2 separate regions of the Pan troglodytes genome follow, and region 2 is linked to region 1. Evidence: chromatin contacts called from public Hi-C data. All regions are on one chromosome and are shown on one strand. The core of a region is the stretch at or near the end of the contact, and the rest is flanking DNA. Distances in the headings are between cores, read along the strand shown.

Evidence for each region. Hi-C and Micro-C count contacts between places; a contact is called where the count stands out from the background.
Region 2: a Hi-C map of induced pluripotent stem cells shows a contact between it and region 1, with 2.6 times the contacts expected there. The contact joins two enhancer-like sites. A contact is called at or near these places in 4 of 7 Hi-C or Micro-C datasets (induced pluripotent stem cells, a lymphoblastoid cell line and stem cell-derived neural progenitor cells) and 1 of 1 other capture datasets (stem cell-derived neural stem cells).

What each region holds. Positions count from the first base shown.
Region 1 is chr3:165,280,316-165,287,763 of NHGRI_mPanTro3-v2.0_pri, forward strand. All of the region lies in intron 7 of MARCHF1 (membrane associated ring-CH-type finger 1), which reads right to left. Among named protein-coding and RNA genes, the nearest start is that of TMA16, 72 kb to the left of the region's middle. Within about 2 kb of position 3,651, at least 3 of the 24 cell types and tissues checked have an H3K27ac peak or open chromatin away from gene starts, as enhancers often do. A contact at or near this core is called in induced pluripotent stem cells, where this site is marked.
Region 2 is chr3:165,726,501-165,733,948 of NHGRI_mPanTro3-v2.0_pri, forward strand. The region is part of intron 2 of MARCHF1 (membrane associated ring-CH-type finger 1); the gene reads right to left. Among named protein-coding and RNA genes, the nearest start is that of MARCHF1, 360 kb to the right of the region's middle. Within about 2 kb of position 3,946, at least 1 of the 24 cell types and tissues checked has an H3K27ac peak or open chromatin away from gene starts, as enhancers often do. A contact at or near this core is called in induced pluripotent stem cells, where this site is marked.

The DNA.
Region 1 (7,448 bases), core at 2,401-4,900:
GCACTTTGGGAGGCCGAGGTGGGCAGATCACCTGAGGTCAGGAGTTTGAGACTAGCCTGTCCAACATGGTGAAACCCCGTCTCCACTAAAAATACAAAAATTAGCCAGGCGTGATGGCCTATGCTTGTAATCCCAGCTACTCCAGAGGCTGGGGCAGGAGAATCGCTGGAACCCAGGAGGTGGAGGTTGCAGTGAGCAGAGATCACGCCACTGCACTCCAGCCTGGCATCAGAGCCAGACTCTGTCTCAAAAACAAAACAAAACAAAACAAAACCCAACACTCCACTGTAACTGCTCTTGCCAAAATTACCAATGACATCCTAAATGTATATTTACTCTCAGTCCTGTCTGCAGCACCTGATACTATTGACTATTCCCGTGTTTTTTATATTTTGATTCAAGAGTGTTAGTCTCTATTGGTCCTTTGCACCTCTCTGATGGCTGCTGCTTCTCATTCTCTTTTGCTCCTCTTCTCTACTTGCCCCTGCCCCTCAGTTCCCAGGCCTTCACCTTCATCCCCAGTCTCATCATACTCTCCCAGTCTTTCTCATCACTCTCTTCCTGACTCCTCTGAGCCTGAGGCTTCTAGAGACATCCTGATGACTTCTTTTCTCACACTTCTGTCAGTCCAGACTCAACCTTTCTCAGATTTACCACTCATCTGGTTGGCTCACAGTCATCCCAAACCCATGTGCCCTGATGGGACTTTTTATGTTATTTCCCCAGATTTACACATTTCTATGTTCTTCCCAGTTAATAATTAAACTGTTCACCCCATCACTCAGGTCAGAAAGCTGAGTATCATGAACCACTTTCTCCAGCGCATCTTTCATCTTCGGCCCTGGCAGTAACTAAACTTTAGCTCAGGAACTAAACCCTGCCAAGTGCTTTTACTCTGTCTTCTCAGCTGCTACTTAATTGAGTCCATCTCCTTTTCTAGCTTGAATGTTGTGCCTGGCTCACTCACCTGGACACTTCGTTCTCCACACATTGCTGTGGAGTGATGTTTGAAAACTACAAATATATTAATTCCTTATCTAATACCTGTAACTGTCTTTCCATTTCCTTCTGGATAAAGTTGAAATTCTTTAGCAAAGCATCCTTTATAATCTGACACTTGCTTTCTATTTTACCTTGAATATTATCTGCCTTAATATTAATATTAATGGTTTTACATTATTAACTTAATTCTCACAACCTTTCTGTGGTGGACATCCTATTATTACCTCTATTTAGATAAGAAAGGGGTGGCTAAGAAACTTGCCTGTGGTCATCCTTCTCTCTGGCAAAGCCAGCTATTTTGAATTTCTGAATGGTTTATCCTCTGTGTGTTTAAATGTACTATTTTCTTTCCTAGGACTGCTTCAACTCTCTATATCTCACTGGGAAACATCTAGTCACCATTCAAAACCAGTTTCAACTACCTCCTCCCCTGGGAAGCATTTTCTAATATACCCAGGCAGAAATGATCCCTCCCTACCCTGAACCACAGTGGCAGCATAAGATCATGCTTACAACCATAGACTTGGACATCACATTGATTTGAAACTAATTCAGCTCCACCAGGTGAAAACTGAGACCTCAGAAGATTTATTTAGTCTGTCTAAGCCTCAGTTTTCTCATTTGTGACACTATGATAAGAATACCGATTTCATGTTTTTCAGCAGGATTAAATGGGGCTACGTATGTAACAATGCACATACCACAATGCTTGGCACTATTAAGCAATGTGTGAATTCTGGCCGAATATTGTAGTCATTAACATAGTGGATCTTAGAATACAGTTGTCATGGTAAATCTGTGCCTTTATCGAATTTACTTAATCATAACCCAGAAGGCAAATTTCCCTAGGCTCTAAGTGACCTGATATCCTCTGTATTTGCCAAAACATTTCTATGGATATACTATAAATAATTTAATTGACCAAGCTTCTGTTTTTGCTTTGGCTGTGAAAGGTTTTAGAAGCAAATGATCTTCCCACCTAACTACATATGGGACCTGGAGTACACATTGTCCTTATGTTTGCCTTATGAGTTCACTTCACTCTCTTTTACCACAACCTCCTTAACCATTCGCCTTACTGTTCGGTACATATTTCTATAAACAGGCTCAAATCTTTTGTGCGTTGTGATGGAGTGCTAGTAATTTTTGGAGGGTACAACAAGAAAGGGCTGAGCTCGGCAACCAAAAAGCCTTTGTTGCCTGACTGACGTTTGAATGCCTGATCTGTCAAATCACAATAATGGAAAGAAAATAATGCCAATTCCTCAATAATGGATATGATAATTTGTACTATTTTATATGGATAAAATTCTTTGATTTATTGAAATAAGAATAGCAGCTGAAAGGAGCTGAGGTATGTTTTATCTAATAAATGTGCAGCATGAAAATGCTCTGAACCATTAAGACCCATACAGAAACTTTATTTAAGGCCACATACTTGTGTTCTCAAATCTTTAGGAATCATGAAATGAAATGTGGCTACCTTTTATGTAATCAGTTTCTGAACAAAAACTTAAGAGAAAAAAGAGTCTTGTAAATATTTTAAAAACTATCTGAAAACCTAGATCAATGAGTGAGTGACTAAGAATTACTTCAAATTACCATGCAAGTTAAATGTAGCCTGCGAGGTGCATTGCCAGGATTAGGTTTTAAAAAGCTCTTTCAATCTTCAAACTTCAATAAGGATCTTAAGGAAGCCCAGTTTTCTTGCTAATAGTGAGCCAGCAGAAAAGAGTCAGATGTTTGTTACTATCCTGTCATTGGGATTTTCCTTTAAATATCAACCACTCAGCAGCGTAGATCTCTGGGGAAACACTTTTTTTTTTTTTTTCATGATGTCAGTTTCTGAATTCAAGTGTGATACTGTCATAGAGTCTCACAGAATTTTGAAGTGACCCCACTTCCATGGAAGGAACTCCCAAAACTGGGCCTCGACTCTTAAAAAGAAGAAAAATATACAAGTGGGTGATATTAAGCTCAGAAAATACTTCGTCTTTTCAGTGATTTAATTCCTCAAACCATGAGAAAGCTGTTGATTGCAATCAATTTACATAGAAATGTGTCAAACTATGCCAACATTGTGACTGCAGCTTCAAAAAATATAACTGCCTGTAGTAAACAGCCCTGAATCTCCTGCGAATGCAGAGGCAGGCCATAAATGCTATGGGGTTTTTTTAACTTTAATGCTTTAATATACACATCCCTCATGCCAAATTCTTTCACTGTAATGACATGATATCTTATAAAAAAGTAACAGGTTTGTGCATACAGGAGACATATTTGACCTTGTGTGTTTTAAAAGATGATTGTGACAAGGTTTGCAACAGTGGAAATGGTTTTCTAGACAGGAGAAATCAGTGAGGTGGGTTGCCTTGACAACGTGGGTTAGTTGCATCAAGAAATCCATGGCAATACAGGACCTTCTTCTGTTATGTCAAGATTGCAAACAATCTACCAAATTAGGTTAAAAGAAAACGAATCCCACAGCAAGGCAGTGTTATCTGACCTATGAAATATTAGTTCTCACTTTTTATCATGAACCTTGTTAGAAAAGATGAAAAAATCTAGGTGGGCAAGACAGACAGGAGAGCAGGAGTAAAGTGGGTTTCACTCAAAAGTCTGCTCTCCTCTCCTCTAAAGCACTTCACCCCCAGAAGGATTCCAGGAGTTCTTGCATATTCTCTGAAAGTCGATCCTGCTAAGAAAAATCTTACCCCGATTCTGTTGATTTCCCCAGCAGTCTCCACAAAGCTTCTCTCTGGGGATTATCACTGCTCCTATTGCATATTCTTAAATAATGAGCATAAATAAGGATTACCACAACAAAGCTAGTTATTAGTTAAATAGAAAACAAAACCTGTTCACATATGTGCCCTGTAGTCCAATTATCCCGGTGGGGCTGAGGAAAGATTTATCTATAAAGTATTAAGCCTCAAAGACAAAGCCTGTTATTGAAAACCTACATTATTGAACATGCTTGTTTCCTTCCCCCAGCAAGCACCCCTTTGTGGCACTGTTCAAAGTTCACAATTTTGATACCCTGCTTCTAAAAATCACCATAAAGCAATTTTGAATGAGAGCTTAGATTTTTCTTTTATAAAGGATTCTTTTAAGGTAATCAGAGCAATGCTTTTCTTTGGCTTAAACTGCAGTATGAGTTTCATTTTCAACACTGTCGCATGCTGCGACCCATTGGATATTATCAGAGGTGGTCCCCAGTGCAGGGGACATACTGTTTGTCTGGGCTGCCCTTTGCTTTTGTCTTTCCTGACTTGAAGATTGTGGAAGTGAATTGGGACTGGAGGGACACATATTAGGAGCAAAGGAACTGCCTCTGTAACAACAAAGTTGCGAAGCACTAGGGCAAAGTCCCACGAGTTCAGATAGTATGAATCTGCACACGATGATGGCTCCAACCTGTGCAGGGCCAAGGTAACCTAACAGACTGTGGTGTTGACTATGAAAGCTAAGAACAAAGAGAGTCTTTGTTCCAACTGGCATTTATTTTCTTTCTCCTGGGTAATAGGATGCCTAATAGATGGACCCACCATCTACAATAAAGGCCAGTGTTAGTCATCAGGTTTTATGTCTGGTGGAAGCACAAACCATCACTCTAAGCCTATAAATAGTTTAAAGGGTACCAGTGGATGAATGAAAGCCTTGTTTGCTAGAAGTACCTTTAGAAGTGACAAGTGAACACACATAGCATCAACAATGGTTCACTGACTATATACCAGGGAGAAAAATAAGCTTATTTGGGAAATTCGCTAAAGAAAGAATCATGGTCAGCTTCTAATTCAGTCCTAAGTATTAGAATTTCTCATTAAATCAATATAAGAATGCAGAAAATCCACACAAGTATAAAGCCATAATTTGTGCTTTACTACGTTCTTTTACCTTATAAGTTAATAGGTTCACCAACACACCTTGCATGCAAACTCTTAGGGACCACATGAACCAGGAATTTAATCTAAGAAAATAGAACCCATCTTGATGGGTGCAGCAAACCAGCATGGCACATGTATATGCATGTAACAAAGCTGTATTTTCTGCACGTGTATCCCAGAACTTAAAGTATAATAACAAAAAATTCTAGCTATAGCATATTCAGTGAAGAATAAAATCTCTTCCACAAATAAATAATAGGGCAGTAAGAAATGAAGTGTGGCAGAGTAATTCTATATTAAAAAAAAAGAACCCATCTTTATGCCAATGACATCTAGCACCTAACTGAGGCTTTCTTTTTGATATTTTCAGAATGATTGAAAAATGTGTTAGTAATCATTCTCTCCCTGAGTCAATGCTACACAAAACACAGTCCTGCACTGGCTGTGTTCACTGGGAACATGGTAGAAATGCAGAATTTCGTGCCCCACCTTATGCCTACTGAACCAAGATGATATGGTTTGCCTGTGTCCTCACCCAAATCTCATCTTGAATTGTAGCTCCCATAATTCCCACGTGTTTTGGGAGGGACCCAGTGGGAGTTAATTGAATCATGGGGGTGGGTATTTCCTGTGCTAGTCTCATGATAGTGAATAAGTCTCATGAGATCTAATGGTTTTATAAAGGGGAGTTTCCTTGCACAAGTTCTCTTCTCTTGTCTGCCGCCATGTGAGATGTGCTTTTCACCTTACACAATGATTGTGAGACCTCACCAGTCATGTAGAACTGTGAGTTCATTAAACCTCTTTCTTTTGTAAATTGCTCAGTCTCGGGTATGTCTTTATCAGCAGCATGTAAACAGACTAATACACAAGACTTGATTTTTTTTTATTTTTATTTTTTGAGACGTATGCCATATACCTAGAGGAAAAGTACCATTTTAACAACCACCTAGAATTTCACTGTATGACAATATCTTGCTCTATTCCTCTGCACCCTTCTTTCCCATTATCTCAAGATAATCACTTTCAAATATGTTAAATAATCCTCCTGATATTTACCTCCATCTTTTTATATAATGGTCTTCTATTGCTATTGACGGCTCATTAATATTACAGTTTATCTATTGATCTCATTATTGTTGAAGACTTCATGCTTAGCCATACCATTTCTCCCTCGCATTTCCCATAACGTCCCAATATAAGTGTATGGCTACATTGGACATATCAATATAAGACATTATAACTATATAAAATAGGCATTCATAAAATAAATTAACTGTTACCCTAGAGCAGTGCTTTTGAAAGTGTCCTCTGGGGACCCTGAGACCCTTTCAAGGGATCCATGCAGTCAAAACTAATAATAATTCTTTGTTTTTTATTTTAACCAAATTTGGTTAAATTTGGTTAGAGTGTTTCATTGAAATCAACTTAAGCTGGGATCTTAGTTTCTACTGTTACTCCAAAGTCACTTGATAAGTGCCTTTGATTCAGAAATTTGGATGAGGAGACACTCTAGGGAAGACTGAAGATGTAGGCTATGTGGAAACCAGGAGATTATTTTTCTTACAGAAATAAATTCTTGAGCTTAGTCTTTTTCAAAAGACTCGAGCCTACCTATTAAAGGTGTCTGGAAATACCTTTATGACAATGAAATATCTTTATGACAATGAGTCTTTGGAGCACACACCTTCTTCAGGAGCTGAGTGGCTGAAGTCATACTGAAGATCAGTGCCAGCCAGCCCTTTTTGGCCAGTGTACCTTGGGAAAGGAATATTTATCTAGGCTGCTGGGATCATCTTCCACATTTAAGGCATACAGTTGCACAAATTTGTCTGTGGCTGTCACAGGGAGCAGTGGTCCAAGGAGGACCAGAGGCTCCTAGACATATCTGTTGGGCCTGAGGCTAAGAATCCCACAATAAACTACAAACAGAAGCCACAGTTGTTCAAGGTTGCTCAGTGCCAGAAAACTAAGGTGAATCAGATGCATCAGGCATCTAAATTCCAGCACTCAAAAGACTGTCTGTAGCAGTTGGGGCCAAGTAGGTTTCTCCTCCTTCATTGAAATGGTACGCTTTGGTGCTCCTGGTGTCAGCCACTGCTGAGTTTTTCACTTCTGCTTCTTCCATTTCAAGGTTCTTGAACCAAATAGTTATCACTGGATCATCAAGGTGGAGGGTTGATGCTGCATAGCAATCTGTGTACACGGTCTTTTGGAACACACATTTCAACACTCTAAGCTGTTCCAGGGTAAAACCTGGATGGCTTCAATGTGCACAGCTTGGTTTTGCTGACATGAGATTGTTTGGGAATGCTACAGTTCAATCAGCTGGGTCACGATAGCCACGCTGTAATGTCTCTGTCTACTCTGTGTCCTTTTAGTTTTTTGTATTTTTGAATTCTAAATAAGGTTATATTTTGAAGTGGGAGGGGGGATTAAACAGCGTTGAAAACCAGTTGTAATCTCAAAGACACTTTGAACAAAAATTCTAGAACCATCAAAATGCTAAAAAGCTGAAATTAACTTATAGTGTAAACATACTAATAGTTAATATTTATT
Region 2 (7,448 bases), core at 2,696-5,195, 450 kb after region 1:
TAGAAATCAATAATAAGAGGAACTCAGGAAATAGACAAACACATAAAATTTAAACAACATACTTCTGAAGAACCAGTGAGTCAATTGAGAAGTTAAGAAGTACATTTAAACATTTCTTGAAACAAATGAAAAGGAATATAACATACCAAAATATATGGGATATGGCAAAAACAGTAAGAAGAGAGATTATAGCAAGAAACACCTATATCAAAAAAGTTGAAAGACTTCAAATAAACAACCTAATAATGCGCCTCAAGGGAAAAAAAAAACCCAATTAGTAGAAGGAAAGAAGTAATACATATTCTTTAGAGCAGAAATAAATGAAATTGAGACCAAAAAGTACAAACACCAAATGAAACATAAACACGGTGTTTGGAAAAAATTAAAAAATTGGTGAGCCTTCAGCTAGACTAAGAATAAAGGATAGAAGAACCAAATAAATAATATCAAAAACATAAAAGAATATGTAAAAACTGAGACCTCAGTAATACAAAGAATCATTAGATACTATTATGAGCAACTACACACCAATAACTTAGAAAACCTAAAATAAATTCCTGTACACATACAACTACGAAGATTGAACCCTGAAAAAAGAGAAAACCTCAAAAAATCAATTAAGAAATAATCAAATTGAGCCATAATAACAAGTCTCTCACTAAATAAAAGTCCAGGACCTGATAACTTCCCTGATGAATTTTACCAAGCATTTAAAAAAGTAATGCAAATTCTACTCAAACTGTTTTAAAAATTAAAGAGGAGGAAATATTTCTAAGCTCATCTCACAAGGACAACATTACCCTGATACCAAAAGCAGATGAAGATACAATAAAGAAATAAAACTAAGGGTCAATATCATTGATTAACCTAGATGCAAAGTTCTCAACAAAATACTACCAAACTGAAATCAACAACATGTTAAAAAATCATTCACCATGATCAAGTGGGATTCATCCAGAAATGCAAGGATGGTTTAACTTATACAAATCCATAAACGTGATACATCACATTAACAGAATCAAGAAAAATCAAACCATGTGATTATTGCAATAGATGCTGAAAAGCATTTGACAAAATTCAACATCCCTTAATGGTAAAGAAAAAAAAAGCCCTCATTCAATGGGTACAGAAGGAATATATCTCAAAATAAAAAAGTCCATATATAACAGCTACCATCATACTGAATGGAGAAAAACTGAAAGACTTCCTTTTAAGGTTGGAAAAATACAAGGATGTCTATGTTTACCACTTCTATTCAACAAATATTGAAAGTACTGGACAGAGCAATTAGGCAAGAGAAAAAGATAATGAACATCTGAATTAGAAAAAAAGGAGTCAAATTATCCTTGTTTGAGTATATTATTTTAGCTTTAGAAAAACCTAAAGACTCCATCAAAAAACTCTTTTTTTTTTTTTTTTTAGGTGGAGTCTCATTCTGTCATGCAGGCTGGAGTGCAGTGGCGCAATCTCGGCTCACTGCAACCTCTGCCTCCCAGGTTCAAGCGATTCTCCTGCCTCAGCCTCCCAAGTAGCTGGGACTACAGGAGCATGCCACCACGCTCAGCGTTTTTTTTTTTGTTTGTTTTTTTGTCTTTTGTTTTTGTATTTTTAGTAGAGATGGGGTTTCACCACGTTAGCCAGGATGGTCTCAATCTCTTGACCTCGTGATCCGCCAGCCTCGGCCTCCCAAAGTGCTGGGATTACAGGAGTGAGCCACTGTGCCCGGCCAAAAACTCTTAAAACTGATAAACAAATTCAGTAAAGTTGCAGTATACAAAATAAACAATAAAATCAGAAACATTTCTATATTGCAGTGGCAATCAATCAGGAAAAGATACATATATCCCATTTATATTACCTACAGACAAAATAAAATACCTAGAAATAAACTTAAAGAAATGAAACACCTATACAAGGTAAATTATAAAACATTAATGAAAGAAACTTAAGACACAAAAATATGAAAAGATATTTCATGCTCATGATTTAGAAGAACTAATATTTTTAAAATGATAATACTACCCAAAGCAATCTACAGATTAAATGCAGTCCCCATCAGAATACCAATGTTATCATTCACAGAAATAGAAAAAATAATCCTAAAATTTATATCAAGCACAAAAGACACCAAATAGCCAAAGCAATCTAGAGCAAAAATAACAAACTTGGAAACATCATACTATCTGCCTTCAAAATTTACTACAAAGCTGTAGTAAACACAGCATGATACTGGCATAAAAACAGACACATAGACCAATAGAACAGAATGGAAAACCCAGATATAAATCCACAAATTTACAGCCAACTCATTTTTAACAAAGTTGCCAAAAATATGCAATGGTGAAAGCAAAGTCTCTTCAATAAATGATGCTAATAAAAACCTGGATAATGACATGCAGGAAAATAAAACTAGACCCTTATTCTCGAACCATGCCCCAAATTCAAATAAAAATGGATGGAAGATTTAAATCTAAAATCTGAAACTATGAAGCTACTAGAAAAAAAAATCTTTGGGAACAGACTCCTGGACATTGGTGTGGGCAAAGATATTTTGTGTAAGACCTCGAAAGCACAGACAATAAAACCAAAAATTGACAAATGAGATCATATCAAGCTAAAAAGCTTCTGCACAGCAAAGGATACAGTCAACAAACTGAAGAGACAACCCGCAGATGTTAAGAAAATGTTTTCAAACTATATACCTGACAAGTTGTTAATAATCAGAATATATGAAAAGCTCAAACAACTCAACAGACAAAAAAGTAATTCAATTAAAAACTGGGCAAAAGATCTGAACACACATTTCTGCAAAAGAAACATATACATGGCCAATAGGTATATTTAAAAAAGCTCAACATCAATAACCATCAGAGAAACACAAGTGAGAATGAAAATGAGATACAAATATCATCTCATCCCAGTTACAATGGCTTATATCAAAGAGACAGTTAATAACAGATGCTGGCAAGATGTGGTGAATGGAAAACACTTGTACACTGTTGGTGAGAATGTAAATTAGTACAGCCATTACAGAGTCAGTATGAAGTTTCCCCCAAAAAACTAAGAATAGCACCTTCAATAGGAACCAAAAAGTCATGTGAGGTATCACAGTAACTGGTTTGAACATAATATCGAGGAAAGAGGTATTAAAGAGAGTAGGTAAGACACTCTTGCATTGCCTACACCTCACCTACCCTAACTCCAGGCAGCACAGATGGGGAGGAAATGTGTTTTGTGGGGACGGAGAGCAAAGTGAGTGTGGAGAACTATATTGGAACTCACTTCTGCCTTGTCACAGCAGAACACAGCACAGGGCAGAATTCTAAGAGTGCTCACGGAGGGAGCACATCTAGACCAGCCCTGGGCCAGAGGGAAATTTCTTACACCAGCAGGAAAAACCTGAGTCGTAGCTAGCTTCACCACTAGCTGACGAAATTGGCCTGGGTCCCAGAATAAATTTAAGTGGCAGTCAGGACACAAGGATCACAGTCCTAGGGCAAGTCCTGTTGCTGCACTGGTTTTGTAGGCAGGGAACTTGGGGTGCAACACCAACTGTGGTGTCCAAATGAATGCCAGTGTCACCCCTCCTACAACTCCAGGCACTGTAGCCTCAGTAAAGATTCCTTCTGCTTGACAGAAGGTGAGTACAGAGTACAGAAGACTGTATCTTGCAACTTGGGTGCCACCTGAGCCTAAGTAAAATGAAGCATCAGGAAGATTCCTGAAACCCCAGATTCCAGGTCTTTGCTCCTGGATGGTGCTTATAGATCTACCTTTGGTCCGAAGGGATTCCACTGCCTTGATAAGAAAGACCCGGCTGAATTAACCATCTGCTGACTAAAGTGGTCTTGGGCTTCGAGTAAATAGCAGTAGCAGTAGCAGCAGCAGCAGCAGCAGCAGCAGCAGCAGCAGCAGCAGCAGCAGCAGCAGCAGCAGCAGCCAGGCAATTGTGGCCACAGGCTTTGGGTGAGTCCCAGTATTTTGCTGCTCTGTAAAAATTTGGATGTGACCCTGAACAGTGCCAGCTATGGTGGATATGAGAGTGTCCACATCATCCCTTTCCCCAATTTCAGATAGCCCAGGGCCAAGAGAGACTCCTTTTGATTGCGGAAAAGAAAGTGAGAGACTTTGCCTGGTGACCCAGGGAATTCTCCCTTATCTTACCCAAGTTCACCAAGGCAGTGTCTATAGGAGGCGACAGGATTTGCACCATTCCTGAGCTTATGGAGCCCCCTAGTGCTGAAACAGTTGCCGTGACCACAGGCTTTGGTCACAATACTCACTCCCCTTGGAATTTGTAAAAAGCCCTCTCAAGGGTGCATATAAACAAGCCCAGACTGAAGATTAGTTTAAATATATAAGTCTTCCATGCCCAGACATCAGTGAATGCCCTCAAGCACCAAGAACACTCAGGAAAACATGACCTCACCAAACACACAAAAGAAGGCACTAGCAACCAATACTGAAGTGATGGAGATATGTGATCTTTCAGACAGGGGATTCAAAATTGTTGTATTGAGGAAGTTCGATAAATTTCAAGATAACACAAAGAAGGAATTAAAAATTCTATCACAAAAATTTAACAAAGTGATTGAAATCATTAAAAAACTCAAGCAGGCATTCTGGAGCTTAGAAATACAATTGAGAAACATAAAACTGCATCAGAGTCGCTCAACTGCAGCACTGATCAAGCAAGAAAGAATTAATGAGCTCAAAGATAGGTTATATCAATATACACAATTAGAGGAGAAAAAAGAAAAAAGGATAAAAGGAGAATAAAGAATGCCTAAAAAAATCTAGAAAATAGCCTCAAAAGGACAAATATAGGCGTTACTGGCCTTAAGGAGGATGGAAAGAGAAAGTTTATTCAAAGAAATAATAACAGAAAATCTTCTAAAACTTGGGAAAGATATGAGTAGCCAAGTACAAGAAGATTTTTAAAATCCAATAAATTTAACCCAAATAAGACTAACTCAAGGCATGTAATAAACTCTCAAAGGTCAAGGATACAGAAAGGATCCTAAAAGCAGCAAGAAAAAAGAAGCAAATAACATATAAAGGAGTTCTGATGTTTCTAGCAGCAGCAACTGTGCAGGTCACCAGGAAGTGAGATGACAAAGTCAAAGTGCTGATGGAAAAAAAAATCTTTCAACCTAGAATATTATATTAATCAAAGTTATCCTTCAAACACAAACTAGAAATAAAGACTTTCCTATACAAACAAAAGCTGAGGAATTTGTCAACACCAGACTTGCCTTAAAAGACATGCTAAAGGGAGTCCGGGTGTGGTGGCTCACACCTGTAATTCCAGCACTTTGGGAGGCCAAGGCAGGTGGATCAGGATGCGGGTGGATCATGATGCAGGTGGATCAAGAGATCAAAACCATCCTGGTCAAAATGCTGAAACCCCATCTCTACTAAAAATACAAAAAAAAAAAAAATTAGCTGGGCATGGTGATGCACCTCTGTACTCCCAGCTACTTGGGAGGCTGAGGCAGGAGAATTGTTTGAACCCAGGAGGCAGAGGTTGCAGTGAGCCGAGATCGCATCACTGCACTCCAGCCTGGAGATAGAGTGACACTGCATCTCAAAAAAAAAAAAGTAAAGAGAGAAAGCAGAAAGTCAAAAAAATGAGGACAGGGTGGAATAAAAAAGTGTAGAGGTTTTTAGTTTTCTCTTTGTTTGCTTTTGTCCCTTTCTTTGTAATTAGAGTCAAACTAGTTTGTATAAAATGTTATTTGCAAGCCTTATGGTGACCATAAAACAAAAACTTATAATAGATACATAAAAATAAAAAGCAAGAAATAACAACATATTACAGGAGAAAAACACTTTTACATAAAAGAAGACAGGAAGGAAGGAAGAGAGGAACACCCAAACAACCACAAAACAGATAACACAATGGCAGTAGTAAGTCTTTACCTATCAGTGATAACAATGAATGTAAATGGACAAAATTATTCAAAAGACATAGAGTGGTGGAATCAATAAAAAACAAGACTCAAATATATGATGCTTACGAGAAACTCACTTCACCTATAAAAACACATAGAGATTGAAATTAAAAGAATGGAAAAATATATTCCATGGACATGTAAACTAAAAAGAGCAGGAGTAGCTATAATTACATCAGACAAAATATATTTCAGGAAAAAAACTGAAAATGGTCATTATATAATGATAAAGGGATTGATACAGCAAGTTAATATAACAATTATAAATATACATGTATCCAATGCTGGAGCACTCAGATATATAAAGCAAATATTATTAGAGCTAAAGAGAGAGAGAGATCTCAATACCATAATAGCTTGATAGTTCAACACCCATTTTCAGCATTGGACAGATCATCTTGACAGAAAATCAACAAAGAGACATCAGACTTAAGATTTACTACAGACCAAATGGACCTAATAGACATGATCTGATTTCAAATTATACTACAAAGCTATAGTAAACATCATGGTACTAGCTTAAAAACAGATGCCTCAAACAATGGAACAGAATAGATAATACAGCTATAAATCTATCCATTATGGTTATCTCATTTTTTGACAAAGGTGCCAAGGACATACGATGGGTAAAGCACAGTATCTCCAATAAATAGTGCTAGAAAAACTGGATATCCATATGCAGAAAAATGAAACTAGACCCTTATCTCTCACCATGTATAAAAATCAAGTAAAAATGGATTAAGGACTTACAACTAAAAATTGTAACTATAAAACTACCAGAAGAAAACACTGGGGTAACACTCCAGGACATTGATGTGGGCAAACATTTGTTGAGTAACACCTTAAAAACACAGCCAACTAAATCAGAAATAGACAAATGAGATCACATCAAGCTAAAAAAGCTTCTGCACAGCAAATAAAGCAATTAACAAACTGAAAAGACAGCTTACAGAATGTGAGAAAGTGTTTGTAAACTTCCAATCTAACAAGGGATTAACATCCAGAATAGATAAGGATCTCAAACAACTCAATAGCAAAACAAACAATACAAATAATCTTATTTAAAAATGGACAAAAGATCTGAAAAGATATTTCTGCAAAGAAGATACACAAATGGCCAATAGTATATGAAAAAAAATGCCCAGCATCACTAATTATCAGAGAAATGAATGGCAGTGAGATATTATTTCATCCCAGTTAAAATGGCTTATATCTGAAAGACAAGCAATAACAAATGCGGAGAAAGAGGAGCCCTTTATACACTGTTGGCAAGAATGTAAGTTACCAACATACAGCAACTATGGAAAACAGTATAAGTTTCCCAAAAAAAAAAAACTAAAAACAGAACTACCATGTGATCCAGCAATCCCACTGCTTGGTCTATGTTCATAAGAAAGGCAATCAATATATCGAAAATATATTTGCACTCCCATGTATTACAGCAGTACCCACAACAGCTAAGATATGGAATCAACCTCAGTATCCATTAATGGA